Regions from separate parts of the Sus scrofa genome. Here region 1 is linked to region 2. The links are chromatin contacts, called in public Hi-C maps. All regions are on one chromosome and are shown on one strand. Each heading gives the region's core, a stretch centred on a gene start, on an enhancer-like site or on the middle of the called end of the contact. The rest is flanking DNA. Distances are from core to core; before and after follow the strand shown.

The links. A called contact is a pair of places that touch in the nucleus more often than the background predicts.
Region 1: a Hi-C map of embryonic fibroblasts shows a contact between it and region 2, with 2.6 times the contacts expected there. The contact joins two enhancer-like sites. A contact is called at or near these places in 14 of 47 Hi-C or Micro-C datasets (embryonic fibroblasts, fetal heart ventricle, fetal skeletal muscle and 7 more) and 2 of 2 datasets of contacts at active chromatin or transcription factors (alveolar macrophages and skeletal muscle).

What each region holds. Positions count from the first base shown.
Region 1 is chr7:100,142,778-100,148,789 of Sscrofa11.1, reverse strand. No RefSeq gene overlaps it. Among named protein-coding and RNA genes, the nearest start is that of MIR9860, 19 kb to the right of the region's middle. Within about 2 kb of position 4,694, at least 13 of the 83 cell types and tissues checked have an H3K27ac peak or open chromatin away from gene starts, as enhancers often do. A contact at or near this core is called in embryonic fibroblasts and retroperitoneal adipose tissue, where this site is marked.
Region 2 is chr7:100,014,605-100,020,569 of Sscrofa11.1, reverse strand. No RefSeq gene overlaps it. Among named protein-coding and RNA genes, the nearest start is that of LRRC74A, 43 kb to the right of the region's middle. Within about 2 kb of position 4,554, at least 20 of the 83 cell types and tissues checked have an H3K27ac peak or open chromatin away from gene starts, as enhancers often do. A contact at or near this core is called in embryonic fibroblasts and retroperitoneal adipose tissue, where this site is marked.

The DNA of each region.
Region 1 (6,012 bases), core at 3,445-5,944, 130 kb before region 2:
ACTTGTCTATATTTTCTAATTTTTGCCCATTATACTTTGTAGTATTTTTAAAATGTCATTGCCATTGTTGTCACTTATTTATGGCCTCTAACATCAGTGTACATTCAGATCCCGTGGGAGATTTAGACTCAAAAACCTGGTGTGGGACCCAGGAATCTGTATATTTTACCAGTGTTCCAAGTGATTTGGGTGTAGATGGTCCACAGATGACACTCTAAGAACAAATACCTTGGAATTTTGGGGTGGATCAGCGGGTTAAGGATCCAGTGTTGTCACTGCTGTGGCTCAGGTCACTGCTGTGACCACAGGTTCGATCCCTGGTCGGGGAACTACTGCATGCCTCAGGTGAGGCCAAAAAAAAAAAAGAAACAAATACCCTAAACCAATGACTCCCAACACTGATTATACATTAAAGTCACTAGAGATATTAGAAAATTCTGATGCCTGGGCTCCACCCCCCAGAGATCTAAGACTTAATTGATCGGGGCACACACTGGGCATCAGGATTTTTTTCCTTTTTATGGCCACACCAGCGGCATATTGAAGTTCCCAGGTTAGGTGTCCAATCGGAGTAGCAGCTTGAGCCTATGCGACAGCCACAGCAACACCAGATCCGAGCCCCATCCACCACCTACACCATAGCTTGCGGTAGCACTGGATCCTTAACCCACTGAGTGAGGCCAGGGGTCGAACCCGAGTCCTCAGAGAGACAGCATCCGTCTCCCAACCCGCTAAACCACAAAGGGAACTCCAGGATTTTTTAAGCACTGCAGGTGATTCGAACCATCAGCCAAGGATGAGGCCCATGCCTTATCATTCCAGGTGGGCTCAGCTGACATCTGTCTTCCCAGCCTGTTCTTGCTCTTTGCCTGGAGAACCTCTACCTTCAGTTGTCTTGAACTTTAACAAGCATATGGATCACGCAGGCATTTGTTAAAATGCAAGTTCCGGTTCAGGAGGTGGGGGTGGGAGGTCTACGATCCTAGATACGTTTCCAGGCAAGGGTGATGCTGCTGATCCTGGAGAAGTAAGACTCTCTTTTCCTTTGTTCAAAGCCCAGGGACATGAATTTTGGTGCCAGAAAGTCCCGTTTACAGAGCTCTCCTTCTGGGGAAAGCTTGGGGCGGGGGCAGGCTCTGCCAAGGTGACTCCAACCTGCTGTTCTCCAGGAGGCTGGTTGTGGGTAAGCCACACACTGGGCTTCTCTAGGGTTCTGAGAATAAGACATGCTCCAGCTAACTCAGGTGATGGGGCCCCAGCAAGTAGAGGAAAGGATGTCTGCCCTGGAGGAGACAAGACAAATTCTTCTGCAGCTGGACACAGAGCATGACGCAGTCTTTGAGGGGCCAGGTAAGACAGAACCTGGGCATGCGCCCTGTGGTGGGGGCCTGGCTGGCTTTAGCCAGTCCCTGGAATGAGAGCTTCCTGGTGTTAGGCATGGGAAGGAGGAAGCCTGGCCATGGGGAGGCTGGGGATGGTCACTAGCCTCCCACTAGGACCACGCGCGTCTCCCACTCCAGGCTGAGCATGCTGCTGTGTCATCTAGGGAGAAATCCTGGGCTGGCCTCCTGACTTGCTTTGACCAGTAGAAGGCGGGGCAAGTGACACTATGCCAGCGCCATGGCCAACCCTTAAGGAGCCTGACAGCTTCTGCTTTCATTCCTTCGGAAGCCTGCGCCATGTAAGAAGTCCAACCACCTGAAGCTACCATGCTGGCCACGTGGGGAGGCCACACGGAGGTGTGCTTAGATGCCTGGCCTGTGAGGAAGCCTTCTCGGCCCTTCCCTCCTCATCCAGCTGCCAGAATGATCCCAGCTAAGGCCACGTGCTGCAGAAGAACCAACAGCTGAGCCCTGCCCCAGATTCCTGACTTACAAAATCATGAGAACTAATATATTGTTGTTGAAAGTCACTAACATATCAAGTCCATTCTTTTTATTTATTTATTTATTATTTTTTCGTCTTTTAGGGCTGCACCCGCAGCATATGGAGGTTCCCAGGCCAGGGGTTGAATTGGAGCTTTATCTGCCGGCCTACACCACAGCCACAACAACACCATATCCAAGCCATGTCTGGGACCTACATCACAGTTCATGGCAACACCGGATCCTTAACCAACTGAACAAGGCCCGGGATCAAACCTGCATCCTCATGGATGCTAGTCAGAATCGTTTCTGCTGAGCCGTGACAGGAACTCCTCAAGTCCACTTTTAGGCATCAACAGATAACCAAAACACTTGGGTTCTTGTCTCAGATCTGACACTCATGGGTGAGCCCATCGCCCTTGTCAGACCTCAATTTCCTGATCTGCAAAATGAGGGTTAAATGCAATCATGCATTTGATACCTGGAGCACAGAGTCTGGCACACTGCTCTGCTCACACTGGGAATCTGTGATTGTTAGCAAGACTGTGCCAAGTTTCCCATACCTGTGCTCCACCTGGACTGAGTGGCTGTCATTCGGATCCTCCTGGCCCAGGTCCTCATATGAATGGGCATCGTTCTCCTCTGATGGGAATGGCCTGTCACCATGGTAGCACCTGGCGAAGAGCAGTGGCTTCTGAGCCAGAAAAGCATGGATGTCCCCTGCCCGTTTCTAGCTTTGAGACCTCAGGCAAGTGTTTTAATTATCACTGAGCCTTAGTTTCTTTGCCTGAAAAGAGAGGAAGTCAGCCAAATTCCTCTTCCAGGAAGCCTACCTTGATTAACCTCTCCCGCCACATTTCTCTTAGTAGAGCTTCTTCATGTCCCGCTTATAAGACAGGTGCTGATTTCTGAACTTTCAGAAGAGGTCTGAAATGACTATATGGGCTGGAAAAAGAGTATGAGGGACCCTTGACCATGCCTCATTCATAAAAATAGCTCCTCTTTATCTAGTCCCAAAGATTTGCTAAGTGCTTTGCACGTATTGACTTCACAACACACCTGTGAGGGAAGTACCACTGTCACCATTCCCCTGTGGGGTGTGAGGGTGCCACCTCAGGAGCCAGGTGGGGCCTTGCAGTAGAACCCACTGTGTCAAGTGTGTGTGTGTATGAACACCACTGCGTCTCCCTACCTTAGGGACTAATAACAAAATAGGCAAGGGAAATATTTACAGAAATCAAAATGGATGATTTCTGGAGTTCTTATCATGGCTGAGTAGTAACAAACCCAACTAATATCCATGAGGATGTGGGTTCAATCCCCGGCCTTGCTCAGCCGGTTAAGGATCCAACATTGCCGTGAGCTGTGGTGTCGTTTGCACACTCAGCTTGGATCCTGTGTTGCTGTGGCTGTGGTGTAGGCCAGCGGCTGCAGCTCCAATTCGACTCCTAGCCTGGGAACCTCCATATGCAGCAGGTGTGGCCCTAAGAAAAACCTTCAGTGGCTCCCATCTCACTCAGCATAGACATCAGTGTACTCCCAATGGCCCTCTCTGACCAGGAACGTTCCAGTGCCGTGTCCTCTGCCTGGAATCCTCTTTTACTAAATAGCTGCCTGGTCCGTGATCCTTTAGCTCTTTACTTAAATGTCATCTTTTCAATAAGGCCTTCCCTGACCACTCCATTTATAATTTCCCCCTAGTCCTGGGGTGCCCAACCCCCTCTTCTGCTTTGGTTTTCTCCATAGCACATTACCACTAAATGTTATGTCTGTGCCACTTGCTTATTTGTTTTTCTATCTTTTGCCCCCAACTCCACACACACACACACACACACACACACACGAATGTAAGCTCTGTGTGGGATTTGTGTCTCTTTTATTTACTGCTATTGCTTCCATACTTGGCAATAGCTCAATTAAACCTTGCTACATGAATGAGTGTGAAGCACACATACACGCAGACTGTGAGATGATACTATAGAATCCTCAAAAAATAAACCAGACCCAACTCGGGTAGTTTCGATAGGGGTGTTAAAACATTCCTGTGGCATCGATCAGTTTCCAACCCTCACCCTTGCTTTATGTGTGTGTGTATATGTGTGTGGGGGGGTGTGCATGTGTGTATATCCATGCACATCTACAGTAAAGGCCGTGGGGAGTGGAAATTTATTGAGGTGTTAGTGATGTTGGATGTTAATAAAAATTCATTGAGAATCTGGGGAGCCTGGCATGCCCCAGGAGGGTGACACGGTCCCTTCCGAATAAAGCAGAGCCACAGCCCAGGTTCAGAGGGATGAGGTTTCCCTTGAGAAGACACAGCTGTTGGTGGTGACTTCCAACTCCCCCCAGATGACAGAGGCCTTGGGATCCAGACCCGGGGTCTCTACCTTCTGGAATGGGGGGAAGGAGTAGAGGAGCCTGACATGTTACAGATGAGGAAACTGAAGCTCAGAGGCATTATATGGCCTATCCAAGGTCACCGCACACACTCCAAGTCCCAGATGCAAGGAACTTTGCTCACTGCTGAATCCGACACAGGCGGTTGGTTCTGGGGTGGTCTCTGAGCTTGAACTGATGCCTGGTTGACTCTAAATCTAATTGGCTCCAAAAAGCTAGCTTACCTTTCCACTCATTTTGTCTGTCGCTCACTGTCAGTCCTCCCTCCAAAAACCTGGCGCATTGCCAGGTGGGTGACACCTTATGGGTACTCTGGAATACTGGGTTCCAACCACCAGGCAGCAGCGGGTCGTGCTAACAACCACCCCCTTCATCGCCTGAGCGGGCAGGCCTGCATCTTTGCTCACGGCCAGCAGGGGGCGCACACACATTGTTTCTAGTGGGCTTCTCACCAACTTCCCCAGTCCCCCTCCTGTAGTTGAGCGTGGGTTGCACATACAGGGGCACTACTCCAACCAGCCCATTTAATGTCAGGAGCCTTTACACTGTGTAGTTTTCCCTAACAGGCAGCCCCCTCGGCAACGAATAGGATCTAATATTTACTAAGTGGTTCCTATACCAGACACCAGGCCAGGCACTTGACAAGCATGATCTCATTTCACCATCTAAGATACTGAAATGATCACTTTTACAAATAAGAGTACCAAGTGTCTACTTTTACCTCATTTAAGAAGCTGGAAGGAGTTCCCCTCGTGGCTCAGCGGAAACGAATCTGACCAGCATCCATGAGGACGTAGGTTCGATTCCTGGCCTCACTCAGTGGGTTAAGGATCTGGTGTTGCCGTGAGCTGTGGTGTAGGTCGCAGACACTGTGGTGTAGGCTGGCAGCTGCAGCTCTGATTCAAGCCCTAGCCTGAGAACCTCCATATGCCACTGGTGCGGCCCTAAAAAAAGGGGGGGGGGAGGGAATACTGAGGTTTGGGGCTAAGTGGCATATCACCCCTACCCTCCAGACCTCCCCTTTCTGCTCCCAGGTGGTGGGCATGGGAGAGGGCACTGAATGAGGCCTGGGCCTCCAGAGAGGGCTGGGTTGGAAAGGACCCTTCCCAGAAGAGGAATAGTTCCTGCCCTAGTTCTGCCTCGGCTCCTGCCTCCTCCTTGTGTTTTGTCACTGTTCCCCAAAGCTCTGGGCGGGCCCCTTGAGCAGGCCTGCCAGCTCCATGCTGCTCTGATGGGGCACCCCAGGACACTTCCTCTTGGTATCAATTCCAGCCACCTGGCACACACCAGGGAGTGTCCTAGGTGGTGACGTTGGTAGTGGTGGTGGGTAAGGGAGAGCCAACCTCTTGGGAGGAGACAAGGGGTCAGGACATGTCACAGTGGGACCAGCTAGCCCACCCCATCTGCCATTTTACATGCAAGGAAGCAAACCCAGACGGGGGAGGCCTCTGACCCAAGGTCACCTCGCTTGTAGTGGCAGAGCCAGGGTGGGCAGATCTCTGAGCTGCCAGGCTTTCTTCAGGCATTAACTGATCATGTTCTCCAGGGCCTGGAATTGCCTCTTTCCCACACATCCCCTCCATGCTCCGTGTCAAACCCTGCCCGTCCTGACCTAGGATGCATCCAGTCTCCTGACCCTCTGTGGTGAAGGCTTCTCTCCCTGCAGTGGAATCATCGCTCTTTAACTGGCCCGGAGCCCATGCACTCTGTTCCAGGTTGACTTGCCTCTTCTTCCCAGCAGATCTTTGAG
Region 2 (5,965 bases), core at 3,305-5,804:
GGAATTCCTGTGCAGACTCCCTGTATGACTTGTCCTCTGGGATAACCAAGAGATGCTGGCTGGTTTGGGCATGCTGACACATCCCTCTGTAATTTCTCTCAAGTTGGCTCACGCCCGTGCATCTTATTTTCATAATACAAGCTCCATGGTGAGACCTATTTATTTTCCCTTCTTCCTCCGCCATGCCCACTCCACCCCCTCCACCCCGAGGGTGTCTGTTGCCCATGGTGCACCCACCCAATAAACACGAGAGAGGGCTGAGTGAAGGGGAGAGGCTGGATGGTTTGCTGGCTTGGGCAGGAGGCCCCTGTGTCTGTTCCTCTACCTGTCACACACAGCCTCGCTCACCTACTATTTTAGGTCAGGTTGCCTAGAAGCAGATACTGAGGCTGGGATATTTGTGCCAGTGAGTTTTTTTTTTTTGGATTTTTGTTTATTTGTTTGTTTTTTGCTTTTTAGGGCCACACCTGCAGCATATGGAGGTTCCCAGGCTAGGGGTCTAACCGGAGCTACAGCTGCTGGCCTACACCACAGCCACAGCAACTTGGGATCCAAGCTGTGTCTGCGACCTACACCGTAGCTCATGCAACGCTGGATCCTTAACTCACTGAGCAAGGCCAGGGATGGAACCTGCAACCTCATGGTTCCTAGTCATTCGTTTCCGCTGTGCCACGATGGGAACTCCGCAAGTAAGTTTTTGAAAGAGGGCTGTAAGTTAGTGAGGGAAGCAGAAGCAGTAGAGAGGATGCTTAGCAAACAGGTGGTTTCAGCGGAGGCCTTCCCTTGGCTGGTCCCATGAGGAGCTCTGGAGTATGAATAGCATCACGGAATGTGTCCCTCCTGGAGCCCGGAGACTGGCCTTTTGAATCCCAGTATCGTTCATTTGTTGCTTCTGTCCGGAAATAGCCAGCATTTCAGGCCAGGCATCTCCAGTCGGCTGGGGCAATTCTCAGAAGTCAACAGCTCACACTCACAGCAGCTGGGGTTGGGGGGGCCTGCCTGGCACAGGGGAGCTGGGTCACTGTGCCCAGCAACTTGAATGTGCAGCTCCTGGCCTGAACCACCTCCCCACCTCCCCAGGTCCATTGGCCCCAAGGTTTAAGGCTGCCAGAAGCCTCTGAGGCTGGGGGTTAGGAGCCCAAAGCAGGCCTCCAGTCTGTCCATGGATCTCTTTATGAAGAAAGGCTTTGTCATGGGTTGAATAACCACACTCTTGCCACCCTTCATGTCCACCTGGAGCCTGAGAATGTCACCTTATTTGGAAATAGAGTCTTTGCAGTGCGATATTTTAAGGATCTCGAGGTATAATTATCGTAGATTTAGGGTGGGCTGTACATCCAATGACTACTGTCCTTGTAAGAAGAGAGGACACCTGCAGACACACGGAGCAGAAGGCCATGTGACGACGGGGGCAGAGGGTGGAGGGATGTGTCCACAAAGCAAGGAACACTGGGAGTATCCAGAAGCTGGAAGAGGAGGGGACAGACCCTCCCCAGGCCCTTCAGGAATAGCTGCCAAGCTACACCACAGCCACAGCCACATAAGATCCCAGCCTCATCTGCGACCTACACCACAGCTCACGGCAATGCTGGATCCTTAACCCACTGAGCGAGGCCAGGGATGGAAGCTGCATCCTCACGGACGCTAGTCAGATTCGTTTTCGCTGAGCCATGATGGGAACTCCTTCCACTCCCTTCGTGTGTGACTCCCTTCAGTCCTTTCCCCTCCCCGAGCCTGAGTTTGCTCACTCGTAACTAGTGAGGAGTAAGCAACCTGCCAGGGCCTGAGGCTCACCAGAGATTCCCAGACTGAGACGTTCTAAAGAAATGCCAATTCCCAGGTGCCCTCTCACTAACCCCCGGCCAGGGTGTGGCCTTGGATCTGGCCATCCCTGGAGAAGCCAGTGTCTGGGGAAATTTCCAACTCTGGATCCATGAGAAGGAAGGTCCTGAGAGGGGTCCATGAGAGCAGGGAGCTGGCTGCAGGTTTGCTGTAAAAACAGAAGCGGCAAATTACCCAAGGGGCGTGCAGTGCATTCTCATGGGAGTGAGAACGATAGGAGAGACCCACACAGAAATACCTGTAGATGCATAGCCGTCTTGAAAAGAAGGGAGGAGTGGGTGTCTCCAAAGGCGACAAGACACCGTCTTCTTAGTAAGGGACACATTTTTTTTTTTTTTGTCTTTTTTTCTAGGGCCACACTCACGGCATATGGGGTTTCCCCAGCTAGGGGTTGAATAGGAGCTGTAGCCACTGGCCTACACCACAGCCACAGCAACGCCAGATCCTGAACCTGCTGAGTGAGGCCAGGTCGAACCTCCGTCCTCATGGATACTAGTCAGATTCGTTACCACTGAGCCACAACGGGAACTCCGGCACATTTTCATACAGTATGTTAAAGTGAAGGTTACGAAGAGCAAGATGAAGAGACATGTGGAGCAGAGCTTCCCCGGTGTTCTGTGGTCGAGGGCCAATTGTTTTCTTTGTCATTTCTAATCAATGACAAGCTATCTTCTTTTGCAAAATATAACACAAAAGAACTGCTGAAGGAGTTCCCTGGTGGCCTAGTGGTGAAGGATCCAAAGCTGTTACTGTTATGGCTCAGGTCACTGCTGTGGTATAGGTTTGATCCCTGGCCTGGCAACTTCTGCATACCGTGGATTTGACCAAAAAAAAAAAAAAAAAAAAATGGCGATGAAGAACTGCTGAAAAAAGATGAAATGAACAAGAGACATACAAAATACAAGCTAATTTTTAAAATTACTATTAGATTCAGCTGCTATGAAATGATTCTGTTGAATTGCTAGGAAAGTATCATGATGCTTGCAGACATTCTCCGTACTTGTTCCATCCTGGATCTGAGCAAACGCTTTGCAGAAAGGCCCCAGGTGGCGCTTTGTGTAGCCCTGGGCCAGAGACAGCCTCAGAAGGCAGATTCAGAGAAGGTGGCCACATTGCTTCCCAGCCCCCACCCCGCCCCTACCCGCTTCCAGTTTCTCCCCTGACTTGGCATCTGACTCCACTTCTGCTGGGAGCTGCCCCTAGGGAGGCAGGAGGACCCAGATGGGAAGTGGCATCTTGACCTGTTAATAACTCAGCATGCCTTCCCGGTGTATCGCTCAAGCATTTCTTCCACATTAGTTTGAAGGAGGGCGTGCCCATTGTGGCTCAACGGGTTCAGAACCTGATTAGCATCCATGAGGATGTGGGTTCGATCCCTGGCCTCGCTCAGTAGGTTAAGGATCCGGTGTTGCTGTGAGCTGTGGTGTAGGCTGCAGACTCAGCTTGGATCCTGAGTTGCTGTGGCGGTGGTGTAGGCCGGCAGCTGTAGCTCCAATTCAACTCCTAGCCTGGGAAGCTCCATATGCCTCAGGTGAGCCCCTAAAAAGCAAAAAACCCAAACAAACAGACATGAATTTGAAGGAGAGGTGGAGCCCTGCCTGGGGGGTGTGGGGGAGAGGAGGGGGAGGCTGACAGCCACATCCCATCTTGGTCCTCCTGCCTTCCTAGGGGTCCTTCAGGGAAGGGTCACTTGGCATCTGTGATTGTGGGGCTGGACGTGGCACCAGGGAAGGTGAAGGGGGGAGACAGGGGTGCCACAGCGCTGTGGGCCAGAGAGCCAGCGGGGGCCTGGGGACCTCTTCCTAGGGCGCGTCCGGATCCAGCTTGCCAACATCCTGGGTCTGGAACCAGGCTGGAGTGGCCACGGGGCGGTGGGGATGGTCTTGGGTGGAAGTAGGCAGAGTTACGGCCGATGGAAAAGGCCAGTGTCAGCGGGGAGCACGTCTGCCGAGCCAGGCAAGGCGCTGAGCACCCAGACCCCTTTGTGAGGTCTGCCTTCAAAGTGACCCTGTTAGGGGACCACTAGCTTCCCCTTTACAGGTGACGAAGCTGCAGCAGGGAGATGTCACATGCCCAGTGTCCTGAGGCCAGTCGGGGGCAAAGCTGGGCTCTGACTCCAGAGCCCTGGTCTACTCTGTGCCGTCGGCACCCTGCCCAGCCAAGCCCTCACAGCCGGCAGCCCTGGTGGCAAAGCCCACTTAGCAAACAGTTTGGAAACAAGCAAGTTCTTCCACCGTTTTGGCCCCTTCCTACCTTCCTCCCCTGAAGAAGCAGGTCTCGCTGCCAGTTTCACTGAGTTCCCTCTGCGACCCTCTTCTCTGGGTTTGACTTAGGTCACTGGCCTCGGCTTCCCAGGAGCTGACAATGAAAGGCTGATGCTGACTGGGACGGTGGCCACTCTTGGCCTCCAGAGAAAATTTGCCTCTTAATGGAGAGGGGATTAGCAGCCTGGGATCCGGGGAGATGCTGGGGAAGGGGTCTGCGGTGGCCCAGTTCTCAGCCTGGGGACAGAACATCGGGGGCGGGGGCGTTGCTGGGGCAGGCCCTGGCCAGGACTCCTGGATCACGCCTGGTGGTCTCTGCCAGGGACTCTGCTGGGCTGGCTCTGAGAACTGGGCCAGACTCCAGGCGGGGCCTCAGGCTCATCCCCAGGCTAAGTCTCGCCTCTTTCCCCCACTGCACACGCAGCCCTGGGCCTCTTCTCCACCCACGTCTGTGAAGCCTGGGCCTGGCTGGGGACCGGGGCCAGCTCCGCTCCTGCCAGCCCATTTCCCAGCACCATCTGACCCTGGACCAGCTGCGAGCAAGGGGGGCAGCTGCAGGAGCAGCTGGCTGGCCTCTGGGAGGTGGAAACCAGGAGTCGGCCCGGCGCTGGCAGGCTGGCTCAGGCTGGGGAGACAGGCGAGCAGGCCCAGGCAGCGTTCTGGAGGAATTTCTGAATTACCAACTGGCTGCAGACCAGAGGCCGGAGCGGGCCTGGGCTGGCCCTCCTGGCTGAGGCCCCTGAAGAGTCTTCCTCCTGGATCTGAGGCCTCACCACCTCCAGCCCCTCTCTGCCCATCTGTCTCTGAACCACAGCGTCCTCCAAGGGCTAGAACTCAACCTCAAGCAGGGGGGTCAGTGCTCCTCTCCCCTGTGGTGGGCTTAAGGGGGAGGGCCGTGTCCTCCCCAGACCCCAGCCTCCTTCCTCCTGGCCTCACCTGTAACCTGTTGAGTCGGGGCTGCTCCGCATGTCTCCTCCCCTCCAGAAGCACGCAGTCCATGTGGTCCAGGTCAGGGAGGCCCGAGGTCCTTCATCCTTTGCTAGAGTTGTTGATGATGGATTGGCTGCTCCAACACCTTCCAACTCTGTCTCCAGCCCTTTGTGTATAAACATCCCCGCCCTCATACAAGACCCGCTGCAGAGTCTGTGGGGCTGTTTGCTAAAAAATTATTAAGAATTTAAGAGCGTGACAACAGAGCATGAAAGCAAGTCCAGGCCCTTCTAAGTATGGGCACTGTGTGTCAGCGCAGGCTGCACCCATAAAACCAGCCCTGGCCCCCGAAAATCCATGGCCCTCCTTGGCTCACCCTATCTCCCTTCTGGGCCTCATCTTTGAGGCCTTGGCTGGAAGGCAGGTCTGAGGAGGGACCCCACTGCCCACCCCCTGCTCTGCTCCTTCACCTCTCAGGCTATCCTCAGTGGCAGTGTCCGATGCCCCACAGGGACCCTCCTCCCAGGGACAATGAGGCAGCAGGAAGGCCTGGCGCCTCACCATCCTGTGGCACTGCCCATCCCAGACAGCTGGGGGGGCGCTGGTGGTGGCGGCGGAGTCTGGGGGTCCCCTCAGCTGCCTATGGTGTGCCAAGTCAGGGCTCTGGTCGGGGCTGGGTGGTGGGGAAGCTCCTTCTGCTCCCCATCAGTGCCTTTCCCCCGGAGGGGAGCGAGCAGGGGCGTTCAGGGCCACTCTGTCAGCTCCAGACCAGGCCTCCGTGCGCAGCCAAGCCTGGTTGCTCTGTTCTTTGTCTCGGCTGCACAGCAGCTGGCCCAGCCGCCAGCTGGCAGGGGGACTGCCCTTGGGGGCTTGTGGGGCCTGGGTCCAGGAGTGTCCTGACTTGGGAACTTGGAAATTGTGCTGCACTC